2 separate regions of the Danio rerio genome follow, and region 1 is linked to region 2. A link is a contact called in public Micro-C data. All regions are on one chromosome and are shown on one strand. Each heading gives the region's core, a stretch centred on a gene start, on an enhancer-like site or on the middle of the called end of the contact. The rest is flanking DNA. Distances are from core to core; before and after follow the strand shown.

Region 1 (7,209 bases), core at 2,711-5,210, 330 kb after region 2:
ATTATTATATTATAATAGTATAATAGTGTTACAAATTATACTCTATTATAAATCATATGCTAATTTATGGATACTTTGTACGTTTTACAGTGCACATTTGTTCCCTCGTCTATCTTGGTTCCTCCTGGAAGTGTCCGGGGCCCCAGAGGGATCACTCATGGGAGATACACCACTGACACCACTGGGAACAAATGGCTGGGCAAACATTTTTTTGTTGGGTTGAAGTGTTGGGATGACTGCATGTGGATCAGGTTACCTCTGAGTCTGTGTAATTCATTCATCTCTCCATTTCCACTCCTCTTTTCCTGCTGACCCAACTCTTCTCTACACCTCATTCATCAGCAGGCTGCACTGTAAATTCACATTCACACTGGCTTTGGCTTTTATTTGTGTGCTTAAGGCCGCAAACTTATCAAACAAAGAGAAGTGTGTGGAGTTGGAGAGTGTTGCATATGCATTCAAGCAGTTTAAAGGGATAGTTCACCCATAAGTTTGATCAATTACTGACCTTTACCTTGTTCCAAACACAAAAGAAGATATTCTGTAAAATGTTGGAAACCTGTAACCATTGACTTTCATAGTATCTGTTTCATACTAGAGTCAATGGTTACCAGAGATAAAAAAAAAAAACATTAAACAAATGGTTGGGTTGGTCAGTATTTGACCCAATGTTGAGGTATTACCAGCATTTTTAGAGTGTACTTCTCATCTGTAAATCAAGTCTTAAGAAATGAATGAATGAATGAACGAATGAATGAGTGATTGAATGAATGAATGAATGAATGAATGAATGAACGAACGAACAAACAAACAAACAAATGAAAGAACGAACGAATGAGTGATTGAATGAATGAATGAATGAATGAATGAACGAACGAATGAATGAATGAATGAATGAATGAACAAACAAACAAACGGACGAACAAATGAACGAATGAATGAATGAACGAATGAGGGATTAAATAAATGTATGAATGAATGAATAAACGAATAAATGAATGAATGAATGAATGAATGAATGAATGAATGAATGAATGAATGAATGAATGAACGAAAGAATGAATGAATGAACAAATGAACGAATTAATGAATGAATAAATGAATGAATGAATGAACGAACAAACGAACGAACGAATGAACGAATGATTGATTGAATGAATGAATGAATGAATGAATGAACAAATGAATGAATGAATGAATGAATGAATGAATGAATGAATGAATGAAGGAAGGAAGGAAGGAAGGAAGGAAGGAAGGAAGGAACGAACGAATGAATGAATAAATGAACGAATGAATGAATGAATGAATGAATGAATGAATGAATGAATGAATGAATGAATGAATGAATGAACGAACGAACGAACGAACGAACGAACGAACGAACGAACGAACGAACGAACGAATGAATGAACAGATGTAGTTATAAAAGGCTAATTGTAAAGGCATTACCTAATACTAACTATACTCTAAGAAAATGCTGGGTTGTTATAACCTAAGGTTTGGTGAAACATGGACAAAGCCAACCATTGGGTTAACAAGAAAGTTCATATAAATTTGATTAAAAGTTTAATAAAACTGTTTAATAATTAAAAAAGTTTAATGAAACTGCCTAAGTTGCATGGAAGGGCTGGAAGGACATTTGCTGAGTAACACATATGCTGGACTAGTTGGCGGTTCATTCCACTGTGGCGACCCCTGATGAATAAAGGGACTAAGCTGAAGGAAAATTAATGAAATAATAAAATAGTTGGGTTTGTCCATATTTGACCCAGAGTTGGGTTACAAAAACATATAATTTTTGTCTGAAGTGTATGTCTGAAGTGTAACACTTGTTATTTTAATTAACTACTCTCTAAAAATGCAGCGTTGTAATAACCAATGGTTGGATCCAATCCAACCATCCAACCAATCATTGGGTTAAAAAGTGTAATAAAAAAAAAGGTTGGATTGGTCAGTATTTGAACCATGTTGGGGTAATGGGTTCATATTTGACCCAAATTTGGGTTACAAAAGGACATCTTTTTTCTAGAGTGTAACGCTTTTTACTTTACCTAACTACTCTCTAGAAATCTGGGTTTTCATAAAACAAGGTTGGGTCAAATATGGACAAACACAACCACTGGGTTCAAAAGTGTAATAAAAGATTGAATAAATTGTTGGGTTGGTCAGTATTTGACCTAACGTTGGGACATCACCACCCAGAGTGTACTTTGGATCTGTAAAACCTTGACAGAATATTATAAATAAATAAATAAATAAATAAACAAATGAATAGTTAAGACATTGCAATAACAGGCTATCCTTAAAGCCATTACAAAATACTAACTGCAATCTAAAAATGCTAGATAACCCAAGGTTGGGTCAAACATGAACAAACCCAACCATTGGGTTAATAAAAAAGGTTATGTACACTTGAACAAAAAATAATAAAATGGTTGGGTTTGTATTTGACCCAACTTTGGGTTACGAAAATGTAGAATTTTTTATTGCAACGCTTGTTACTTTACTTAACTACTTCCTAAAAATTCTGGGTTGTCATAAAACAAGGTTGGGTCAAATATAGACAAACCAAACTACTGGTTCAAAAAGTGTTATAAAAGATTAATAAATAAATAAATAAATAAATAAATAAATAAACGAATGAATGTAGTTATAGCATTGCAATAACGAGTAATTTTCTAGCCAATACACAATACTAACTGCTAGTTGGGTCAGACATGAACAAACCCAAGCATTGGGTCAATAAAAATGTTATGTAAATAAAAAAAAAATTTTGACCCAACTTTGGGTTATGAAAACATAGCATTTTTAGTAAAATTAGTGTGACTTTACCTAACTATCAAAAAGTGCTGGGTTAAAACAATGTTGGGTTAGAAAGTGTAATATAAAAAATGAGCAAATGGTTGGGTTGGACAGTATTAGATTTTGACCTAACATTAGGGTAATATCCCCCAGCATTTTTAGAGTGTACTTTTCATCTTTAAAACTTAAACGGAATGTTAAAAAGTCAGAATGAATGAATGAATGAAGTTGTAACACTGTAATAGATGCTAAGTGTAAAGCCAAATGGAACAAAACTAACTACAATATAGAAATTGCTGGGTTTTCACAACTCAAGGTTGGGTCAAACATTGGCAAACCCAAACTCTACATTAAATGAAAAGGCATTTAAATGTAAATAAACAAATTAACAAAACGGTTGGGGTTGTTCATATTTACGCCCCCAGCATTTGTTAAGTGTATAGAAATGTTTGGTAAAGGCAGTGTTTTGTGAGGAAGATGTCAGGTTTTCTGTCACTCAGAATGAATGAATGAATGTGGGTATAGCATTGCAATAAAAGGGTAATTGTAAAGCCACTACACAATATTATTTAAATTAAAATGCTTTGGGTTACAACAACACAGCATTTTTAGAGTCACAATGAATGAATGAATGAAGGTTTTGCATTGCAATAACATGCTCATTATAATACCATTACACAATAGGCCCTACTAATTACACTATAATTGCTGGGTTGTAATAACCCAAGATTGGGTCACACATGGACAAACTCAACACTCAACACAAAAATACTTGTGCTGCTTATTACTTATTTAAATGAATCAAAAGAACACAATTCCTGAGTGTTTGTGGGATGACTAGATTTACTGTAATCGATTTGTATTGGGAAAATGTGAAGGAATTGTGTGGAACCCAGTATTTTTTACAGTGAACCATAAAAATGTCTGTATTTAATATATATTACAACAATAATTGGGTTGTCCATATGTAACATCTCCCCTAGCATTTTTTAAGTGAATAAAAGTGCATAAAAGCAGTGTGTGAGAGATAGAAGTCATGTTTTCTGTCACTCTCCCGGTGTTTTTGGCATTGTTGAAACAGTTGTCGGGAAAGAGACCCTCCATAATGTTTATAACCCCTCGAGTGTCCGCCAGGTGTTGCTCCGCTCCGCGCGGATCCGCTACTCCGGGCCGCGTTTTCCGGCGCGCCGCTGCAGTCAGACACGCAGCCGGCTCGACGCTCCTGTCTTTCTGCTCCCGGATCGACCTGCACTTTCCGCAGTACCAAACCAGCGGAATTTCCTCAAGTTTACCTCAAAACACTCTGCTTTTAACGGGGAGTGCGGTTAAGCGGTGTTTTCTGCGCTGCGAACGAACGCGCGTGAACCGGACGGGCCAGCGCGGCGACGGGAACGCGCGTGGCTCTGATTTAAACGGGGATTTGATCCGAGTGTTGCACGGACAACTGCTGAAGGGAGAGCAAAAAAGCATGAAATGCTGCTTTTAAATGTGAAGTCTACACTGTTTCCTCTTATTATTCCCTACTCGAGGGCCTAATGGGTTTATCTGGAGCGCGCGGAGCTGAAATCTACCTGGACGCGATGATCCAAGTCTTTGTGCGCTGATTTTTTTTAGAGGTGACTTTATAAACATTGGGTTTACATCGCGTCAGAAACATCTACTAGGACTGTTCTTCTTTAATCTGTGAGTATCATTCATATCTGCCTTTGTGCATGCTTGTTTTTTTTTATTTTAAGTCCACACAGTCTCCATTCTGGGTTTGAGAGAGCATCAAAACTGCAGTGCCTCTTTTTTTCTTCTTAAAAAAAACATCAACAGGATGGATGGAGATATCTTTGTTCGGAGTTGTTGAAGATTTAATATGGTTAAGGTGTGGGTGCGAGCAGGGTCACTCGTGCACTGTTTCAGAAATGTTGATAACACGGCTATTCATCTTAAGAGAGAATTAAGTGCCTTTTTTTCTTTAAAAAGATCAGCACGAGGGCCAGATGTGATATTCATAGGAGGCTATACATCATGCTTATCTGTCCTAGAATTATCTCAGGGAGAAATATGGAGTTCTGTGCTGTAGAAAGTAAATTTAAGAGGGCTAAACTCTGTTTGAAACAGTGCAGTTCTTCACACTGTATTTATATGAGTCAGGGAAAGAAAGAAATGAAAGTATTTACATGCATCACAACTATTTAGTTGGAAAAAATACATCTGACTGTGTCCTGTTTATTTTTTTCTGGATAAATAAGTTATTATTTTATTATTATTTATTTTATTCATTTTATATTACACATCATTTTAATGGTGATTCACAGAATACGTCCTTTAAAATGTCAGAGTTTGTTTTAGAAAATATTTATTGACATTTAAAAGACTATTTAAGTATCACATCCTTATTTTTTATTTTCTTTTAAGCCACTAGCATCTACTCTTTGTAAGTTTTTAAAATATTATTTAGTATAACAATCTGCTCCGCATATGCGAGTTCACCCCTCACAAATGTTTGTTCTTTAAATGAATATCTTCCATAGGAAGCTTTACAATATCATATTTGTGCATATACATTAGATTAATCAGAGCTGAAGCCGAATCTGGAGCTAATCTTACAAAATAACTTAAGAAAACGGTTAAAAAAGTCACTAAAAACATCCAAATTTTTATGTTAGGTAAAAATATTATACAAAAAAAGGTAAAATCAAGAATAACAAGAAATAAATTGTTGACTAAAATATAATTTTAATAATATATGTGTTTAATATATCTGTTTTGTTCAAATGCACCAAAATATATGACCTATATGCACAGAGAAATGGATAAAAATCTGTTATTTTGTACATCTGTTATGTTAAATTAACATTATTTCCCTCTTATTTTGATATTGGAAACATCATTGTATGCACTTTCATGTTTTCTGTGTACATATATACACAATAATTTTGGTGAATTTCCAAATGAAACATGAAGTCCAAAATGAATCCTCTCCCATTTGAGATTGTCATATATATATGTATATGTATATATATATGTATATATATATAGTGCTCAGCATATATGAGTTCACCCCTCACAAATATCTTTTTCTTAATTCATCTTTTCTGTAGGAAGCTTCACAATATTATATTTGTGCATATACTTTGGATTAATAAGTACTAAAGCCAAATCTGGAGCTAATCTAACTAAATAACTTCTGAAAACTGTCCAAAAACTCACCCAAAACACCCAAATTTATATGTTAATTAAAATATTAAATAAAAATTGTAAAAAGAGGAGTAATCAAGAGAAACAAAAGTATATTGTTGACTAAAATATCTTTATATCTGTTTAATAAATCTGTTTTATTCAAATGCACCAAAATATATGACCTATATTCACTGAGAATGGATAAAATTGTTATTTTATACATCTGTTATGTTAAATGAACATTTTGTCCCTCATATTTTCATATTTGAAATATCAGTGTAGACATTTTCATGTTTTCTCTGTATATAAAATCACTTTTGGCTGTTTTTCCAAATGAAATATGAAGTCCATAATGATTTATCTCCTAGTTGAGACTATATATATATATATATATATATATATATATATATATATATATATATATATATATATATATATATATATATATATATATATATATATGTGTGTGTGTGTATGTATATATATATATATATATATATATATATATATATATATATATATATATATATATATATATATATATATATATATATATATATATATATATATATAGTGTTCAGCATATATCAGTTCACCCCTTACTTTTAATTTATTATAATTCTATAGGAAGCTTATCTGTGTAATAATCTGTGTAATAAATCTGTTTTATTCAATTGCACTGAAATATATGACTTATAATAAATGAAAAAGTATTATTTTATACATCTGTTATATTAAATTAGCATTATTTCCATCATATTTTGATATTTGAAATATCAGTTTATACACTTTCATGTTTTCTGTGTACATAAAATCACTTTTGGTAATTTTTCTAAATGAATTATCTCCTATTTGAGAGCTATATATATATATATATATATATATATATATATATATATATATATATATATATATATATATATATATATATATATATATTAAATAGTAAATTGCATAAATTGCAACTTCTTGTATGTAGTAGCTTTATTAAAAGAAAAATAATACAGTTGTACATCAAATACAGTTTGTCAGTCAAAAATCAGCAAAACATGCATACAATTAATCAAAAAACAAATCAGAGATCCTTCAAAATGCATGCTTTTTTTTAATTTAGCACTGTCCAGCGTAATATATTTCACATACAAAGCATTTACATATAATTCAAGACAAATAAATAGCTGTGCTTATTAGAAAATAACCTTATGCAAAAGTTTGTGAACCCCCTTTTATATATAT
Region 2 (6,654 bases), core at 928-3,427:
GCCAACTGACCCAGCCGAGGCTCGAACCAGCGACCTTCTTGTTGTGAGGCGAACATGTTACCCACTGTGCCACCATGCAGCCATTATTAATCATAATAATAAATTAAAAGTAATTCAATTTAATAAAATAAAATGTTAAAATCTCAAATCAAATGTGCTGAAGTCATCTTACAATATAAAAAACACAATTAAAAACACAATATTTAATATAATGTGGGTTAGCAGTAGTGTAATTTTGCGCTGATGCTCATGAATGTGCTCATTCAAAATTAATTAGAATTATAATTCATTTACAATATATAGACAAAATCAATGCAGTAAATGAAAAACAATGATAATTGTTATGATAATGATAATACAACAAAAAGATATATACAGTTGAAGACAGAATTATTAGCCCCCCTGAACTAATACACCGCTTGTTTATTTTTCCCCAATTTCTGTTTAACGGAGAGCTGATTTTTTTCAACACATTTCTAATCATAATAGTTTTAATAACTCATCTCTAATCACCGATTTAACCAATCTTTGACATGATTACAGTGAATAATATTTAACTAGATGTTCTTCAAGACACTTCTATAAAGCTTAAAGTGACATTTAAGGTTTAACAGGGTAATTAGGGTAAAGTTAGGGTAACTAGGCAAGTTACTGTATAATAATGGTTTGTTCTGTAGACTATCAAAAAGTATAGCTTGAAGGGGCTAATATTGACCCTAAAATAGTGATTAAAAAATTAAAAACTGCTTTTATTGTAGCCCAAATAAAACAAATAAGACTTTCTCCAGAAGAAAAAATATTTTCAGACATACGGTGAAAATTTCCTCAATCTGTTAAACATCATTTGCAAAATATTGAAAAAAGAAGAAAACAAAAATCGAAGGGGGCTAATAATTCTGACTCCAACTATATATATATATATATATATATATATATATATATATATATATATATATATATATATATATATATATATATATATATCTACGTCCCTACTGTAGCCTAAAGCAGTCTTCCTGCAAATGTAAATTATTAAATCCAATGCGACAGACTGGCACGACTGACTTCCAAAACTATCCACCAAAACCACAATCCGCCTTGAAAGTACTGCAAACACACATCGCATCAGCATGAGGACAGCTGGCTACTAGTCAAAAGTCTTAATGTTTATAATACTCGTCCTAGAGAAGAGCTTGCACGGTCACGTGATCCGTCACTCCAAACTTGCACGCCAATTTAACATCCAGATTGCATACCATCACTATATCGCCATTGAACTGTCCAACGAGACCTTAACACAGTCCGACCTCAGTAAATACTGCCATGCATCATATAAAGCAAACCTTCGGGAAAACGCGCGTCCAAAGCAACCCTAAATTTGCGCACTTTGGTGTTTGGCAAATACGCATGCACACACACAGCATCGGAAAGCTCACAAATGATCAGCTTTGCGTTCTTGAAAGCCTGCTAATCATATATGGAGGATCACTTACCTTTCAGAGCTCTTGGTTTGGCTTGTTTGCGCCGCGACATATCCTACGAAAGAATAACCCGCCGGAGAAGATCATGCAAATATATCTATATGTGATGATATTACGCATTCGAGGAATCAAAGCCTAACGTCAACCTAATGATGATAACAATACAAAAAAAATCATAGCATCCTATTGGTTGTCAGTTCTGAGTTTAAAATGTCTTTAAATGCACATGCATGTTTGATTTAATCAGTCATATAATGGAATTACGCACCGCGCAAAAATGAAAATAACAACAAAAAATCTAAGTAAAATGATGGTTATTTCCGTTTAGATGCACGCGCTGGAGTCTAATTGAGAGTGTCAGATTTTCTCTTTAGATCAGAGATTGAGGATTGAGTCTGTTTTTATAAAGAAGAGTCGGAGAGGAGCATGCGAGCTCCCTCCTCATCACCAACCTGCGAGGTCTCGCTCTGCGCTGTCGCTCCGGTAGTCCACATAATAATGGAAAATGGAAGCGAGGCCCCCAAAGCCATGAGGACGGCTCCAGAGGGGGCCCCATCCCCGCGGGGACGCGCCCTGTGCGTAATCACGGAGGAAATCATTGTCAGCCTGCTGCTCTCAAACACTGACAGAGAGGCATGATTAAAATCCGCGGGGCGTCCGCAAGATCCGGAGCCTGGATCTGGGAGTCGCCGGATCCGGAGCTGCTGCTGCTGCTGCTGGGGTTAATGAAGGAGGACTGCTCCCCCTGCTGGAGGAATTCCTGTGTATCTATATTCACTCACCGGCCACTTTATTAGGTACACCTTATTAGTACTGGGTTGGACCCTCTTTTGTCTTCAGAACCACCCTAATCCTTCGTGGCAGAGATTCAAGAAGGGACTGGAAATCTGCAGCAACTGCGTGATGCTATCATGTCAATATGGAGCAAAATCTCTAGCTTGGTGAATCTACGCCACGAAGGATTAAGGCAGTTCTGAAGGCAAAAGGGGTCCAACATGGTACTAGTAAGGTGTACCTAATAAAGTGGCCGGTGAGTGTATTTCAACCAAATTTTGGGTGAAATATGCACACACAAAAAAACATTAGGTTACATTTTTTTAGTGTATATGACCAAATTTAACAGCTTTTGACACAACAAAGGAAAAAGAATTCAAATTTTAGAAATAAAAAAAATTGGGTTATTGTAACCCAATGTTGGGTCAAAACTTTTAAATTTGGTCCTATAAATTTAATGTTATAAAGTTAAACCAGTGGGCCGGTTTTGTCCATATTGTATTGAAAATTGGGTTAAAATAGCCATTTTTTTGTGTGTGTGTGTGTGTGTGTGTGTGTGTGTGTGTGTGTGTGTGTGTGTGTGTGTGTGTGTGTACATATAACTAAAATACTGCATCATTCAGCAACCAAAGTGTTCAAACATTTTGTATTGGACCCATAAGTAATGTATCAGAACCAAACTCGGTGTGTGAATGCACACCCTAGTAGCAAAGAATTCTGGCCCAGATTTGGCATAAAGCTGGCACAGCAGGCATTCATCCGGCACTGGCATACAGCATGTGGGCCAAACATGGCCCGGGTTTGGCAGAGGTGGCACCGTCTTTAAGGCGGCACACAAGATTTGGGCCAGATGAAAAACGTAGTATTTGGCCCAGATTTACAAATTTGATAAGTGGGCCATGTGAGTTTGGCCAGTCTTGACCCACATTTAAAATACACTAAAATCATTTTTGAGTAAAGAAAAAAAATTCTACCAATCAGGTCACTTTGAGAAAAAGCGTGCCCATAGTGTGCCTAAAGCGCATCACTCCATGCGTTTATCAATTTCATTGCAATCGTGACACACCAACCTATCTGGCCCAGTTCAGGCCCAGTTATGAGTTATTAACTTGGCTGAGACTTGGCCCAGATATGGTCTGTGTTTGGCCCTCGTCTGGAAGCCAGATTTGGTCCAGTCATGTACTGTAATTCACTGCGGCATGTGGGCCAAGCAAAACCTGATTGTGTGGGCCAGAGAAATTTTGCTATGTGGGCAGGCACTCTTTCAGGCTTCCCAAAATCAGCACAGGCCTCATTTGCATGTATTCATTAGCACCAGAGCTTCAGTAGCGCTCTGTTATGATCTTCATACCAGCAATACTTGTGCTCACAATGTCTATAAAGCCTCTTTACATGTTGAGAAGTGTCTCTAAATATTGGGACTCACCCCCCCAAGTTAAATTCCCCACTTACAATATGACAAAAAGTGCAAACAAAGTGTGATCAAAAGATGCGTGATTGATATGATTTGCTGTTTTTGTTGCCGTCGCAATCGCAGTGTTTGCAGGATGTAAACATTTTTTTGTGCGCGGTTTCGTTCTGTCAAGAGACCTCCGTTGTCTTTCAATTGAATAGGAGGAGCTGTGTGTGCGCGGTCCCAAAACATGCTGTCAAACCCTCTCCCCAAATCTGAAGCGCTTTTATACCTGCAGCCCCCAGCCATTTCCCACCAACACAAACAAACAGCGCTGCAAACCCGCACAGACTCACTTCCACACTTTCATTAGCAACAACACTCGTATTCCTTCCTAGTTTGGTGTAGTTTGCAGCTTAGAAACTTTTCAGTGTCATGTTTATTATGTGAAATAATAAACTTTTCAATACACATGGATGGGGCAACCATTAATAATAATAATAATAATAATAATATTCTTTACATTTATATAGCGCTTTTCTGGGCACTCAAAGCGCTTTACACAATGGGGGGAAATCTCCTCATCCACCAGCAGTGCGCAGCATCCACCTGGATGACACGATGGCAGCTATTTTGCGCCAGACCGCACACCAGCTGATTGGTGGAGAGGAGACAATTATGATATGGGGAGGGTTAGGAGGCCATGATTGACTGATGATTTGGCCAGGATGCCGGGGTGAAACCCCTACTCTTTTTCAAAGGACAACCTGGGATTTTTAACGACCACAGAGAGTCAGGACCTCGGTTTAACATCTCATCCGAAAGACGGCGCTCACTGAGCAGTATAGAGTCCCCGTCACTATACTGGGGCATTAGGACCCACACAGACTGCAGGTTGGGCGCCCCCTGCTGGCCTCACTAACACCACTTCCGGCAGCAACCTAGCTTTTCCAATGTGGTCTCCCATTTAGGTACTGACCAGGCGCAGCCCTGCTTAGCTTCAGTGGGCGACCATGTGAGAGTTGCAGAGAGCTAGCTGCCGGCAAAATTACTGCATCCAAAATGGTGAAAAGCCTTGGAGTACCGATTGATGACCAACTAAACTTCTCTGACCACATTTCTAGAACTGCTCAATCTTGCAGATTCGTACTCTATAACATCAGAAAGGTCCGACCCTTCCTATCTGAACATGCAGCTCAACTCTTTGTTCAAGCTCTTGTTCTCTCCAGACTGGACTATTGCAACTCTCTACTAGTCGGGCTCTCAGCTAACTCTATCAAACCTCTTCAGCTGCTCCAGAATGCAGCAGCACGAGTGGTCTTTAATGAAGCTAAAAGAGCACATGTCACTCTGCTGCTCATCCGTTTGCACTGGCTGCCAGTTGCTGCTCGCATCAAATTCAAAGCTCTGATGTTTGCTTACAAAGCGACTTCTGGCTTTGCTCCTTCTTATCTGCTCTCACTTCTGCCGATGTATGTGCCCTCCAGAAACTTGCGTTCTGTGAATGAACGTCGCCTCGTGGTTCCATCCCAAAGAGGGAAGAAATCACCGAACTCTCGCGTTCAATCTGCCCAGTTGGTGGAATGAACTCCCTAACTGCATCAGAACGGCAGAGTCAATCGCTGTCTTCAAGAAACGACTACAAACTCAACTATTTAGTCTCCACTTTCCTTACCAATCTGCAATTGCCTCTCTGGCTTCACCGCTAACTGTATTTAAAAAAAAATAAAATAAAAAAATAAAAACTTACATTACTAATGTTTTGCTTCTTACACTTTACACACCTGAATCTCGCCTACAGCACATACTCATTGTTGCTCTTATAGTTGTGTAAATTGCTTCCTTGTCCTCATTTGCAGGTCGCTTTGGATAAATGACTAAATGTAAATGAAATGTGGATCCAAATTAAACACTGAGTGCATTTACATGGACACCAACACTCCGATTGAGAGTCTTGCTCTCAAAACTACATTGAAAATAAGCTTCCAGTTTGGACTGCGGATGATGGAGGCTGGTGGGACGCTGTGCCCTTGGTCTGGGTTTTTTGGCAGAGCATGACAGCAGCTTCTGGCAGCATCTCATTCGGTATCTTGTTTCATGGCAGCACATGCTCATCCATCTACCTCAGCAGTATTCACTTGCGCACATTTCCAGTAAAACCTTGTATAAGCCGCATGAGGAAACACCTCTTGCGTTGTCTTAGAACTCATTATACTCTTTGCATGAAAAAAAAATCATCTCGTTATTAAATAAATTCAATTAATCTTTATTTCTCCAGCGATTTTACAATGTAGATTGTGTCAAAGCAGCCGAACACAGAAGTTCTAGTAAACTGAAGCAGTGTCTGGCCGGTTTTCAGAGTTCAGTTCTGTTCAGTGTGGTTTAATGTTCAGTGCTGAGAGTCCAAACACTGAAGAGCAAATCCATTAATGCGCAGCTCCAAAAGTGGCGAACCAAGCAAGCCAGTGGCGACAGTGGAGGAACAAACCTCACCAATTGACCAAAGTGAAGGAACAAACCTTGAGAGAGACCAGGCTCAGTTGGGCACGACCATTTCTCCTCTAGCCAAACTTCTTGTGCAGAGCTGCAGTCTAGGAGAGCACTGGACGTCCATCGTGGAGAAGCTGCAGGTGTGAGTAGATTACCGTGCAGGCTGGCACTTGAGATCACTGCGGGGAGTCGTCTGTCACTGGGGTCTTACAGGAATCAGTCTCATGCTCTCCACTCCTCCATGACCACCACAGCATCTGCTCAGGATACGGCCTGGTCCAGGATTATGGAGAACTTTTGGAAGCCCTCTATGGTTGTCATCATCTCATCATCTCACTAACACGTTTCAGTTTGAAAACGCATACGTTTTGCTACGGTTACGCCATCCGTCCACACTACACCGGAGTTTTCGAGCGCCGAAAACGGAGCGTTTTGGAAACGCTGGAGAGGCCGTTTTCATTCTGAAACGCTGCTGCTCTGTCTCAGTGTGGATGAGGGAAAACGGAGACATCTGAA

Evidence for each region. A called contact is a pair of places that touch in the nucleus more often than the background predicts.
Region 1: a contact with region 2 is called in a Micro-C map of caudal fin, with 20 times the contacts expected there. The contact joins the promoter of adgrl2b.1 here to the promoter of LOC108180213 in region 2. A contact is called at or near these places in 3 of 18 Hi-C or Micro-C datasets (caudal fin, hematopoietic stem cells and an unstated tissue).

The regions. Positions count from the first base shown.
Region 1 is chr2:1,838,544-1,845,752 of GRCz12tu, forward strand. adgrl2b.1 (adhesion G protein-coupled receptor L2b, tandem duplicate 1) reads left to right here and starts at 3,961. Exons shown (of 20, transcript NM_001366848.1): 1 at 3,961-4,485.
Region 2 is chr2:1,505,513-1,512,166 of GRCz12tu, forward strand. LOC108180213 (zinc finger protein 521) reads right to left here and starts at 2,178. Exons shown (of 7, transcript XM_073922310.1): 1 at 1,934-2,178.